3 separate regions of the Mus musculus genome follow, and regions 1 and 2 are each linked to region 3. A link is a contact called in public promoter capture Hi-C data. All regions are on one chromosome and are shown on one strand. The core of a region is the stretch at or near the end of the contact, and the rest is flanking DNA. Distances in the headings are between cores, read along the strand shown. Region 1 overlaps Fchsd2 (FCH and double SH3 domains 2). Region 2 holds the start of Pde2a (phosphodiesterase 2A, cGMP-stimulated). Region 3 holds the start of Plekhb1 (pleckstrin homology domain containing, family B (evectins) member 1).

Region 1 (4,472 bases), core at 120-2,619, 550 kb after region 3:
TTCATTTCCAATGAGTATTTATGATGATTTGTCTAAGATGGGTGCTTATTAATGTGTGGGTTTATTTCTGGGTCCTCCATTCTGTTCTATTGCTTTATGTCTGTTTTGTGCCAGTACCATGCTGGCTTTGTTATTATAGCATATTATCTTTCATATAGCTATAAATGAGGCGTTTTACTCAGTTACAAGAAGATTTAGTATCACATAAGCTCAAAGCTGATGTTATTGAGAGGAGTTAGCTTTCCAAGTTCAGATGCTTTAAAATTTTAATTTGAGCTGGGCATGGTGTTGTGCAGCTTTAATCCCAGCACTCTATAGTGGAAGGCAGAGGCAGGCTGATTTCTATGAGTTCCCGGCTAGCCTGGCCAATATAGTGAGTTCTAGGACAGCCAAGGGTTAAATAGAGAGACCCTGTCTTAAAATAAAATTGAATTTGAGATTAGAGATCTTAACACAAGCTATTAATGGAATTGAGAAGTATGTGGAACACTAAGATCTGGGGTTTGCTTGCTGCCCTAGTTTCTGGGCATGTTAGGTCTTCTCTGCATCATGTCTCAAAGAATTTCCTTCCTAATAGCCTTTCTGACCGAGAACTATCTTGTGTCTTCTAGCACATTAATTTTCTTACTATCTAGTACCTTCTTTGTTTCAACTTCTATTGAGACACCAATACATAAGTTCCTCTTGCCCTTTCCACTTTTAGTAACACAAGTTTTGAAATTTCATGTAAAACAAGTAGAAGAGTAGTTGTGTTTACATCGAGACATCTAAGGCTTTAGATAAGGTGAACTCTTGACCATAGGAAGAAGTCATGCCAGGTGTATCAGTTCAACCTTGCAATATAAGCACATGGATGTTCAGGGTGACTAAGACAAGAATCACTTTGGTTTCAAGGCCAGCATGTGTTACCATATGAGACCTTGTTTCAAAATTCTGAATTCAAATAACTATGTATGTATGCATTGTTTTGCTACAGGAGCCCTCCTCCAAAGTACACTGATCATTTCACTCTGCTTGTGAACTGGTGAGATCTTCTTTACCCATCTGCAGAACTGTGGCTAGCAATACCCTGTGCATAAATTGCAGTAGAGGGGTTCTTCAGATACACATTTTTCTTTTTACCTTTCATCATCTTACTAATGAAACTCAGTGTCTCAGAAGTAACTTCTTACATTTCTTAGTTAATTTATCACTTCAAAGTAAAGATGAGGGTATAAGTAAGGAACAAGAGAGGGCGACAGAAATAGATCAGCAGGTAAGAGCTTTGTTCTTACAGAGAACCAGGGTTCAATTCCCAACACCCACATGGTACCTCACAACCATCTGTAACTCACAGAGGATCTGACACCTCCTTCTGATCTCACAGGCACCAGGCATATGAGTGGTGCATAGACATACATGTGAGCAAAACATTCATACATATAAAATAACATAAATAAATCTTAAGAAAAAGAGAACAAGATTACAATAGTTTCTACTCTGAACCAGTGAAAACTAATATTAGCTTTCCCCTTAGAGACCTTATTTATCTTTCTAGCACTAAAATAGAGAGTGTTTGCTTTGTCTTGAGTGACCAAGCAGGACCAATACAGTTGTGGTTCATGGGGAGTTTCCAGAGGACACTTTTGGTGCTCTTCCTCCTCCTAGCCTTTGGTAAAATATGCAAATGTACCAGGAAACTGGGGAGGTTTTTTTTGTTGTTGTTCTTACCCCGAATAGAACTCTTCTAAACTGTACCTGTTGAGAGTGTAAATTCAGAAGTTTGTTTTTTAAGTGAAGGAAGCATATGGGGTTTTTGTGTGTGTGTGTGTGTGTGTGATTTTTGTCAGCTAGGATTTTTTTTCCATCAGCTGCACGGAAAAGGGAATTTTATCTGCTATACTGGGTTTGCCTCATTTCCTCTTAAGCCATGATTAATTGCAGCTAGATATTTAGAATTTATAAGACTGAAAATAGACTTCAAGTCAGTGGAAAAGTGAAAGATTATGAAAGATAGAATGTTTAGACTCTTAAAAAGTGCTTTTTAACCAAAGAGTACACACCAGGGACCCATGGCTCCAGCTGGATATGTAGAAGAGGACTGCCTTATCGGGCATCACTGGGAGGGGAGCCCCTTTGTCCAGTGGAGGCTCAATGACCCAGGGTAGGGGAATGCTAGGGCAATGAGGCAGGAGTGGGTGGGCAGATGGAGGAGCTCCCTCATAAAGGCAGGGGGATGGGGGAGAGGATAGGGGTTTGTGGTGGAGAAACTGGGAAGGAGGATAACATTTGAAATGTCAATACATAAAATAACCAATAAAAAATGTAAAAAATAAAAGGGCTTTTTACAGCATACCAGCCTATATTTGATAGTATATTTGTGAAAAATAGACAAAAATATGAGTGAATATTTATCCAAGCTTAGTGAGTGTTAGAGTGTGATTTTAAAGCAAAGACAAGTGATACATGGAAAAATAGTAATAGATTTAACAATTCCAAATTTTAACACCCTCCCTCAAGTACACACACGCACACGCACACCTATATGAATTTATGTGCACCATGTACATGTAGGTGCCCACGAAGGCTAGAGGGAATCAGATCCTCTGGGAATTAGAGTCACAGACTTGTGAATTGCCTGCCTGATGGAGGTGCTGGGAACCTAACTCTGGTCCTCTGCAAGAGCAGCAAGCACTCAACCTTTGAGCCATCTCTTAGCCACAACAAACTCAGTTTTTAAAAATGCATGACAGTAACAATACGTGACAATTGAGCTAAATGCTTTACATTAAGTCTTGTGCTTTACATCTAGGTGAGGGTCCTAGCAGACAGGAGGGTTAGAGATGCTGCCCTAAAACACAAGGTTTATAATCCTGGCCTGCTTCCCAGTCTTGCAGCACATCTCCTTGCTGCTTTCTACACTACCACTCAGCAGATACCACTTCTGTTAGTCTTCTGTTACAGCAGTATTCTACTGAAACATACTAAGTTTATATTAGTTGGGATAAAGACTAAATGACTAAACTAGAGAGACTCCAAATTATGATGGTTCCTACAAGATAATACTTCTCATACAGTAGTTTAGGGTTAATAAATAGGTTCTACTTTCTGAAGTTATCCAAGGATGAAGGTACCAGGACAGCTCCATTGTTTAACTCTCATCATTGGCCTGACCAACATTAAGGACTCACTTATTTGGATTATAGCCAGTGAGTAAGAGAATGAGATCATGGAGTAGACACACCTATTTTCCTGAGATCTAGTCTACAAAGTCGCATGCATTAATTACTCCACTCAAGTTATAAAAAGAAAGCTTAGTGACATGGCCATACCTAGCAATAGCAGAAGAGTCTAGGAATTGCAGTCTTATCATATACCCAGGAGGGAAGGAAGAACAGTTTCTGCCACAACTACCACTTCTGAATATCTGACAAGTCACTAGTCACATGATAACGTAGAAGTTAATATGAAAAATAAAAGCACCTAAGAATAAAAAATACAAATATGATTTTAAAAAGAGAAATGCAAAAGAGTAGTTGATGGTTAGTAGATTTTTGACAAAATACTAAAGCCATTCAGAGGAAGAAAGAATGTCTTTGAGCAGGTGGTACTGGTCACAGCTGAATATCCACGTGCACAGAAAATTATTAAACCATTGCTGCCATGTATAGAAATTAATTTAAAATGAACTAGAGACTTAAAGGTCAATGCTAAAACTGCAAAACTCTTAGGGAGCAAAGTGTAAGTCCATATGGCCATAGGCAGTGCTCTCTTAAATATCACCAGAACCATACTCAAATGAGGGGGAGAGGTGTTGCTAAATTTACAGCTATGAAGAAAATGAAAAGACAAAATGGGGGGGGTCCAAAAAATAAGAATTTGAAGCTGTGTATGTTGGTGCATTTGGGAAGTGGAGTCAGGAAACTCAAGAGTTGAGCTGCCTGGAGACCTTGTCTTCACACACACACACACACACTCACACACAGAGAGAGAGAGAGAGAGAGAGCGTGTGAGCGAGCGAGCTCGATTGATCTCTGGTCTTCATAAAGCCCTGTGAGGTAGGTAATATTTTCATTTTACTGATCAGAAAATTGAATCTTAAGCATAATACTGAAGGAGAATCTTTTAGGCTCAACAAAACATTCATATACACAAGACTACTAAGCCACTACTATCCATCATCAGCACTGGTCTACTCAAAACATAGAGAACAAAAGTGATAGTGTACCAGCAAGGCAGCACCCAGAATGCGTCTTTGTGGAAGTAGCCTCCTACAGTAGCAGTCTCTGCAAGAGCTCTTGCAGCTGCTGAGATCCATCCCACCCCATTCCAGCTCATTCCCCAGTGTCCCAGGTGAGATTCATGTCCAACAAAATGGGCTCAGTTGGGGGCTTTGTTTTTTTATTCTTTTAGATACAATTTTATTTTTAAGGTAGAAAATGCTTAAAATAAAAAATGTATAAGAATCAAATCCACCAGCTCAGGACATTCTC
Region 2 (4,411 bases), core at 794-3,293, 790 kb after region 3:
GAAGAAGAAGAAGAAGAAGAAGAAGAAGAAGAAGAAGAAGAAGAAGAAGAAGAAGAAGAGGAGGAGGAGGAGGAGGAGGAGGAGGAAGAGGAAGAGGAAGAGGAAGAGGAAGAGGAAGAGGAAGAGGAAGAGGAAGAGGAAGAGGAAGAGGAAGAAGAAGAAAGAAGAAAGAAGAAAGAAGAAAAGAAGAAGAAGAGGAAGAAGAAGGAAGAAGGAAGAAGGAGGAGGAGGAGAAGAAGAAGAGGAGGAGGAGGAGGAAGGGGAAGAGGAGGAAGAAGAAGAGGAGGAGGATGAGGAGGAGGAGGAAGAAGAAGAAAGAAGAAGAAGAAAGAAGAAGAGGAAGAAGAAGAGGAAGAAGAAGCAGCAGCAATTGGCTTAGATCCCATCTCCAGACATGACTCCCAGGAAGGATACAAAAAGGCCCCCCCTAGATCACTGATGTGGAATCCAGAAAAGGGGTCTTGGAGCAGATGGCCTCTGAGTTGCTCTTGAATGGTTAGCAGGTGACAGGGTGGCACCATGACAGACCAGGAGGCAAGAATGAGGCAGCTGCTGTCTAAAAGAAAAGGGCTGTATAAAAACAAGGGATGGGGGTTGTCAGAGCTGGTCAATAATCAGGGTTGAACTGTGGAAGGTCTGTAATGCCAAGTGAGAGATTTAGGTTTTATGGTGCTCGTGGTAGAGACCCCCACTAAGGATGTTTGAGCACTGGAAGCTGTAAGCTCAGCTAGGAGGGGGAAAAATCCTTGTGTGGAAGATCACCCCTTGAGCTACTGGGACAGCTAGGACACTTCCAAGCCTGTGCCAGGTGCTGGGACCGTGTCCAGCACTGGGCTCAGTGACTCAACACTGGGGAAATTGCTCCCCAGGGGGAAAGGGCCCAAATGAATCACATCTATGAGGCAAGGAGCAGGGGGCTCACTGAGTCACCTTCCAAGGGCTGGGGGGAGAGGGAAGTACAGGAAGAGGGGCAGTAGCGCAGAAAGGAGAACCAGGGAAAGTCACAGTGAGGGCTGTCAGGAGTCTGTCTGTCTCACCATCATTCCAAGTTTTTGTCTTCTGGCAGCCCTGTGGGACAACTGACACCCAATGGGAAGGGGATCAAGCTAAAGTTACACTGGCAAAATCCAGGAAGACCCAAATTCACCATTTGATATAGACTCGTCCTGTGCCTTAGCCCATCTTATAGCAAGCAGAGGCTAGAAAACAGGTTGGTCCAGGCAAGGGGTTTGACCCAAGTTACACAAATGTCCCCTCATCCCTCCAGCCATCCCCTACTGGGGTCAGGGTGCACCTTTGCGATAGAACACCAGGGGGCGCAGGAGCGTCACGGCTGCTGCAAGTGCCTGAGCACAGAGGCGGCTCTGCAGAGAAATGCGCTCCCAGCTCTCGGGGTCCCACCGCGGAACTGCGGACTAGATGGCCCTGGGGCTTGCACCCTTTTCAGCCTCCTGGGACGCCGATGAAGGCCTATCTGGTAGCCTTAGGAACCCAGTGCTCTCACCCCACATTTGGGAACGGTGCGCCTGTGTGTGTCAGGGCGCACGTGTCTCCTTCACAGATCTGCTACCGCTTCAGGGCTCGTCCCATTTTGGAGCGACCTCTAAATTTCTCCCTCACTTTCCTCTACCCTCTGTACTGGAAGGAGTGAAAGGACCTCGGGGCTCCCGGACTGTGGCCGCGGCCCCTCTCCCCGCACTGCGCTGGACTCGGCCTCGGGGTTCTGGCCGGGCTACTGAAGTCCAAGTGATGGGGAGAGAATGTGGTGCGACAGTGCGCGGGACTCTGGGAGGGGCCCTACCACATAGGAGGAGTGACAATGGGATAAGCGGAAGGCAGCGAAGGCTGAGAGGCGACCGAGGAGTGGGAGCCCTCGTAGCCGACCCGCTGCAGGAGACTTGAGAGGGTGAAGGCCTGGCAGGGAGCAAGCCGGCCGGGATCGGGTGGGGTCCGATCTTTGGAAGGCGTTGAAGTGCTGTCCCCGGTAGCAGAAACGTAGGCGGGGCCTGGAGGCCTGGGGCGGGACGGGGGCGGGGGCGGGGCGGGACCAGGGCGGACCCTCGCGCGGACCGGCGAAGCTGTTGCGGACGCGCTGACCGAGTGCAGCGGGCCGGGCTGGAGGGGCGGGCGGGCGGCTGCGAGCATGGTCCTGGTGTTGCACCACATCCTCATCGCTGTTGTCCAATTCCTCAGGCGGGGCCAGCAGGTCTTCCTCAAGCCGGACGAGCCGCCGCCGCAGCCATGCGCCGACAGCCTGCAGGTAGGAGGCCCCCCCCCCCCCCATTCTGGGTAACAGGGAGAAGCGGGTGTCCAGGGAGAGCCCGGTGAGGGCCCGGTCTTCTGAAGAGCTTGCAGTCGTCTGCCCCACGGTCTACTCTCTCCTGAACCTTCCTTTAAGAGGGGACCCTTCCCTTAGTTTGGAACCCGTCTTGTACTGAATGGGACTGCAGCCATACCCAGAGGGGGTCCTTGATTCTTCGGCTCATAGTTCAAATGCCCCTCCAGATTCTGACTCTGCTTCGCATCTAGAACTCCTCCATCCCAAGCCCCGAAGTCCTAATCCTCGTTGCCCCCCTCAGCCACATTAACAGCTCTGTATAAACCCGGAGTTCCCTCCTCCCAGGTTAGTCCCACTCCCCTCTCAAACCTCTGGCTCTCTACTGTACATATCAGATTCCAGGCACACCCATATCCCCTAAGCCCCTGGCTGCAGAGAACTTTACCTCATAAGTAGGACCTCACCCCCAAACCTCTATCTTCTATTTTATAAAGTCTTACTCCCCATCCTTACTAATCATCTAGATTCTAGTCACCATCTTCCACCCAACCCAAGGGTCCAACCCCCTTTTAAAACCCAGATTCTCTCTTCTCCTCTGCCAGACTGCCCCCTCCCAGTCCTCATCTTTTACACAGACCTCCAGTCTCCTCCTGTTGCCTCCCAGCCTCTAGATGTGATAGTCCCATATCATTCTTCCAGTTCCCAAATTTCTGAGTGCATCATCCTTTGGCCCCTCTGCTGTTCTCTTGTTTAGTGTGTTGCTCCAGGCTGCCTACCTCTCCTGGTCTGTTCAGCCCTTCAGTTTCTGTAGGTCTCTATCTTTGTGCTAGGGTCTTTCTGTGACCATGCCTTCCCTACATGTCTGCCTCTACTTTGGGTCGTGGGGGAACCGGCTCAGAAGACAGGGCTGGAGCCTCTAGGACCTCCACCTGTGCCTGTGTTCTCAGGTATGGCATAGGATGGACTCAAGTCCAAGGGCTTAAACATGGAGAACGTTGCCCTCAGGGTGCCCAAAATATATGGTGGGTAGGGATCGTGAGGTGGGACACTGGTATTTATAACTTATACATGATATCTCCTTATCCCAGCTGTCCTGGTAGTGACTGGGGCAGTTGGGTTTGGGGATAGAGAGAGGGGGTAAATGTCCTTCACCTGTAGTGAGGGATGGGTGAGTCTGGGGTATATGTGCTTATGTGAGGGTTCCTGTGTACATAGCATGTGTTGAGTGTGCCTTGTGTGTAATCATATATGTTGTGCTATGTATAATCACATCATTTGAGTGAGATTTAGCATGGGGAGATGACAGTATGGAGATTGTGAGTCTGTGGTGTTACATGCTCTGTGTGACTACAGTGGCAGGATCGTGGGTGGGAGTTGTAGCACAGCGAGTGACTGTGGTGTGTGCATGTAGTTGTGTCTGTCATGGCATTGTGATGCTATAGGGACAGCTTGCATGTTGAAGACTGAATAAGTGGCTATACATGCTATTTCTCTGCAGTATGTGGTCAGAATGAGTCCTAGTATGGGCCTGTTGGTTTCGAATGGATGTCCTGTGAGAGAGGAGTGGAGGTTTATGTCTGGCTGTGCTTCTAGCCTCCTGGGTAGCTTAGGGTCACTATGGTACATCCTGGGTTTGCTTGGAGAAAATATTTGGACGCCTGTGTGTTAGTGTTTGTGTGCTATGTGCCTGTGGTGACTGTTCGTGCAACTATGGATGAGACCGGGTGCAGCCAAAACCCAGGGTCCGGTTCGCTCAGCAGCTGGTTGACCAGGTTGGAGGGTGGGCAGGAGAAAGCAGTTTCCAGACTGAAGGACTTTGTGTGTCTACAAATGGGTGATATTTTGGTCTGACATTAAGCATGCAAATTATGCAGAATATGTCTGCACATGTGCTTCTGTGTCTGAGTGGTGTGTGCGCATGCATGTGTGTGTTTAGTTGGGTGCGTGCATCTGTGGCTAGGAAGGTGAGTGTGAGGTGTGTGAGGTGCACGGTGGGAGATGGAGTCTGAGTGTGGTGTGAAGTGTGGGTGTGGGTGTGAGCCTTGTGACTTTTTCAGTGTGAGGTGTGGGTTCTGTGATCTTTTCTCCCTGGGAGCTGTTGGCATGTGATGAGGAGAGTGTGGGGCATGGACA
Region 3 (4,573 bases), core at 315-2,814:
GCAACTTTGTGCTTCCAAATTGTATATGAAGCTCTATTCCTTCTCAGTGAACAACTAGAAAGGAAACACTTACATGAACCCCAACAGACTGAACATCCTTGTCCCAGCCCTGTAGCCGTATCCCCCCCCCCACCCCAAGGCTAGTCCTATGTAAAGAACCCAAGTCCTTTACAGACTGAAGAAAATAATACTCTCTGGAAACAAAAATAAGTGGAAATTATGCCTGAGTAGGAAAAAAAAAAAAAAACAGAGTGGGGTGGACCATATTTGGGAGGCTGACACAGCAGGACTGGGAAATCACAGACTAGCCTTGGCTACATAGTAAAGCCAGACTGGGCTATATATTAGATTCCTCACTACCACTTCACAAACAACTCTTCAAACAAACTACACATCACAACACACACACACACACACACACACACACACACACACACACACACAGAGTGCAGAGAGAAGCCAGGCTCCATCCCGGTTTCGGATGTTAGCGTTCTCTAGCTCTGTAAAGCACCACAGTGCTATAACGCAGCATGGAGCCCTCCCAATACAACTCTAGCTACCAGTCTACTGGAGGAGACTGGAGGTGAAAGTAGCCAATGCAAAGAGTGTGGCTTACCCAGGAGGAAGTCGCTCTTTGCCCAAGGGGTTCAGAAAGGCTTCCCCAAGGAAGCTGAGGGGTCGTGAAGGGGAAGTAACATTTCCCCAGTGTGGATCAAAGAACCTCACATAAGCACTGCTGGAAAGTCCAGGTCTTTAGTAGGCTTAGAAGATGAATGAGGGGTTGGGGAGAAGATGTGGGTTGGCAAGGGATAGCGCTGCAGAGGGTACCAGGCTAGAACAAGGACTGGGAGGCAGTGGACCGTGTGTATAGTGACTGCCTGGGGGAAATACGGTCAAAACAGGGGGTTAGGTCATATGATTAGCGGGTTACATGGTCCTGTCCCCTGGATCCGACCCTCCACAGTCGCTACTTTGACTAGCTCAGTCCATTCCCCACCTCTGCAGGAGCAGAGAATCCCAGAGACCAGGGCATTACCTATTTGGGAAGCCCCCCCCTTACTTCTTCCTACCCCAGAAACTCGTCCTTACCGGGGTTGCCGGGCTCATGGTTCCTGATGGTCAGAGCTGCATCCCCAAGAAGGTTCCAGAAGTGGGGCTTGACTCTGCCTTAGAGATAAAGGGATCAGGAAAGAGCTACCAAGCAGGCGCTGAAGGGAGAGGTAGGGAGGGACCGCACCAGTCCTAAAGAAAGTCACCCTCTTTTCCAGCCCCCTCCCGGGCTTTCCTGGCTGAGATCTCCTCTGTCCTTCTGTTTTTGGCCAAGTCACCTGGTGATTCCGAGGTGGTGTTGATCCAGGTCTCCAAGATAGGGTAGGGAGGAGGGTGGAATAAAGGAGACTGGAGATGGGGCAAGGCAGGTTCTCTGGCCCAGTTTAGGGCAGGGCTAAGTTTTCATTCTGAGGCCTAGCAGGCTGTGTCCATCTCCATCTCCCCAGTCGTGGCTGTGCGGCCTGGCTCCTTAAGTCTCCCTTCTTGGCTCCCCGGTCTCTTTAATCTTGACCCAGAGCCACCCCAGTGCTTCAGCCCTTTCGTGCTGTGCGTGCTCTGGGGGATTTAGCACAACAGATCCTATTAGCCAGTAGCTCATCCCCTCTTAGCAGCCCCAGCAACCGCATCTTTCAAACTACGCTGTTTTTCATCTCTGTGCCTTTAACTCATTCTCTGGTCTCTGGAAAGTCTCAACCCTACCCAATTTTGACTAATTTTTCTCCTTTCTATAACCGGGATGGGAGGAAGGAGAGAAAGAGACAGATGCCGGGCAGTGGTGGCGCACGCCTTTAACCCCAGCACTTGGGAGGCAGAGGCAGGCGGATTTGAGTTTGAGGCCAGCCTGGTCTACAGAGTGAGTTCCAGGACAGCCAGGGCTACACAGAGAAACCCTGTCTCAAAAAACAAAACAAGAGCCGGGCGTGGTGGCACATGCCTTTAATCCCAGCACTCGGGAGGCAGAGGCAGGCGGATTTCTGAGTTCGAGGCCAGCCTGGTCTACAAAGTGAGTTCCAGGACAGCCAGGGCTATAAAGAGAAACCCTGTCTCGAAAAACAAAAAACAAACAAACAAACAAACAAAACAAAAACAAAAAAAGAAATAGACAGATGGAAGAAAAAGAGAAGGAAGTTGAAGGGAGGAGGGAAGAGTGGAAAGGAACGGGAAGGAAGGAAGGGAGACAGGGAGCTATCTCTCCCGAGAATATTGGCAGGTTAAGCCGCTAAAATACTTCTATAGTCGCTATTATGTTGATAATGATCAGTTAAATTCTCATCTAGATACTCCTGAAGTTCATTTTCCTGCACATACGCAGAGGTTTGGGGGCAGGGTGATCTGACTCCCTCATTAGCAGCTCTGAAGATTCTCCTTTGCTGCTCTGGTTACCTTGAGGAAAAAAAAAAAAAGGCTTTTAAGTCAAACAGCCACGGGGATGCGCAGGATAACAGCTGATGACGCCAACTCCGGAAAGCAGCTTCAGCCTGGGCTGTTTCCAGCGGTTTGGATTACTAGGCTTGGTGAACTCTAGGTGAACCGGCTGCGACCAGCTGTCTCCATCTACTAGAGAGGGACACGCGTCCTCTAGTGGCCTAGAGAGGGACTGCTGTAACTGTTCTCCAGAAGCAAAGCATCGATTGTTCCAAAAGCAAACCTCCCTCCGTGCCTGTGACTGGCATTAAAGCGGTCAGGAGGAGATGGGTCCAACACGAGGCCGCTGACTGTATAAGTGGGTTGCTCAGCCTCATTTAGTCACCAAAGACACCTTCCTTCTCTGGTGTTGCTCATTAGGCCTAATAGAAAGCTTCTCCGGGCAATTTCTTACCTACTGTGGTACATGTCAGCTGGTAACTGATAGAAGAAGCGGCAGGGACAGAAGAGTGGCACTGACAGACTGGCCATGAAGGTGGCAAGGTGACAAGGTGCTTAACAGTTAAAGAAAAGCTGTCAGGACAGAAAGAAGGGTGACAGAGGCAGAGAGATGGCAAGAGAGCTAGGAGAACTGAGACTAGCCCCGGTCGCGGAAGGAGCCAATAAGTCTTTAGGGCCGGTCAGCTGTAACGCTGACCGCCACCAAGGGCTGAGGATTCCTTGTGAGTAGGTCTGCCTGAAAGCTGAAATGCCAGTCGCAGCCATAGACTGAGGAATCCTGACTTCCTAAGTCTTCACTAATGCTGTCACACTTACAGGGCTAAGTGTCCCAATTCCAGAGGCATCCAAGACTGTGACACTAGAGGGTCCCGCCTACTGCCTCACCCACCTGTCTACACTCAGAGCTGCCAGAGACCAGCATTTGAGAGTATCTCCTTGTCAACCACGATTTCTATATGGGCGAAGCAGAGAGGATCCAGGAGGCTGATTGCAGAAGGACTGAAGGAAGCCAGGGAGAGAAGGGAGGAGAGAGGAAACAACCAAGCAAGCTGGCCTCAGAGTCTGAACCTTGGTCCTGCCACCTCCCGCCAGAATCCTCTCTGGTTCTTCCTCCTCCCCTCCTTAGATGGGCAGCTAAGCATCTTCCTCAGAGGGGTGGGGGAGGGGCGGTGCAAACATCTCCCAGATTACACTCTCCGGATTTAGCAACCAGAAGAAAAGGGAAGATTCTCCAACAGCAGTGCAAACTTCAATGAAAAGATTCTCCATCAGCCTCATAAAGAAGGATGCAGAGACAGGGAAAAGAAGGAAGCTGGGAAAACCAAAACCACAGATCTAGATACTGAATTGTTTGGTTGGTTGGTTGGGTCTGTACTTTGCTTTTCTCCAGACAGGGTTTCTCTGTGTAGCCCTGACTGTCTTGGAACTCACTCTGAAGACCAAGCTAGCCTCAAACTCAGAGATCCGTCTGCCTCTGTCTCCCGAGTTCTTGGATTAAAGGCATGCACCACCACTACCCAGCACCAATACTGAATTTAAATACAGCCAGATTTGGTATGTGTCCCTGGACAATGACTGGCTCCAAGAAGTTAATAAAAGGTGAGCTAACAGGTTGTGGGCATGCCTGTAATGTAACCAGTTGGGTAGCTGAGGCAGGAAGATCAGCCTGGACTATAGAGCAAAACCAGCTCAAAAATAAATAAATAGATAGATAGATAGATAGATAGATAGATAGATAAAAAAAAGCAAAAGCAGACTTTCCCCAGGGAGAGAGGAACACCTTTTAAATATAAACTCTGGAAATTCATTGAGTATTTGTTTGTTTGTTTTTAATTACAAAAGTATTACTTATCAAAGCTGAAGAGATGGCTCAGGGGTTAAGAGCACTATCTGTTCTTCCTGAGTTCAATTCCCAGCAACCACATGGTGGCTCACAACCATCTGCAGTGGGATCCAATGACTTCTTCTGGTATGTCTGAAGACAGCTACAGTGTACCCACATACATAAAATAAATGAATCAATCTTTTAAAAATGTATTACTTATGTGTATGGATTTTTCCCTGCATATATATCTGGCACCACGTGTGTGCCTGGTGCTCAGGGAGACTGGAAGAGGTCAGCAGATTCTCCAGAACTTGAGTGGCACATGATTGTGAG

Evidence for each region. Promoter capture Hi-C pulls out the DNA fragments that hold promoters and counts their contacts. Capture Hi-C pulls out chosen DNA fragments and counts their contacts.
Region 1: a promoter capture Hi-C map of neutrophils shows a contact between it and region 3, with 6 times the contacts expected there. The contact joins the enhancer-like site here to the promoter of Plekhb1 in region 3. A contact is called at or near these places in 2 of 39 promoter capture datasets (liver and neutrophils), 2 of 115 datasets of contacts at active chromatin or transcription factors (large pre-B cells and microglia) and 3 of 9 other capture datasets (adipose tissue, liver and macrophages).
Region 2: a contact with region 3 is called in a promoter capture Hi-C map of liver, with 2.4 times the contacts expected there. The contact joins the promoter of Pde2a here to the promoter of Plekhb1 in region 3. A contact is called at or near these places in 2 of 39 promoter capture datasets (liver and pre-B cells) and 2 of 9 other capture datasets (adipose tissue and liver).

What each region holds. Positions count from the first base shown.
Region 1 is chr7:101,212,357-101,216,828 of GRCm38.p6, forward strand. The region is part of intron 8 of Fchsd2 (FCH and double SH3 domains 2); the gene reads left to right. Among named protein-coding and RNA genes, the nearest start is that of Gm50587, 44 kb to the right of the region's middle. Within about 2 kb of position 1,370, at least 48 of the 459 cell types and tissues checked have an H3K27ac peak or open chromatin away from gene starts, as enhancers often do.
Region 2 is chr7:101,449,209-101,453,619 of GRCm38.p6, forward strand. It overlaps Pde2a (phosphodiesterase 2A, cGMP-stimulated), which reads left to right and starts at 2,044. Exons shown (of 30, transcript NM_001143849.2): 1 at 2,044-2,260. The coding sequence starts at 2,144.
Region 3 is chr7:100,660,830-100,665,402 of GRCm38.p6, forward strand. It overlaps Plekhb1 (pleckstrin homology domain containing, family B (evectins) member 1), which reads right to left and starts at 1,565. Exons shown (of 9, transcript NM_013746.3): 1 at 1,329-1,565; 2 at 1,090-1,163. The coding sequence starts at 1,107.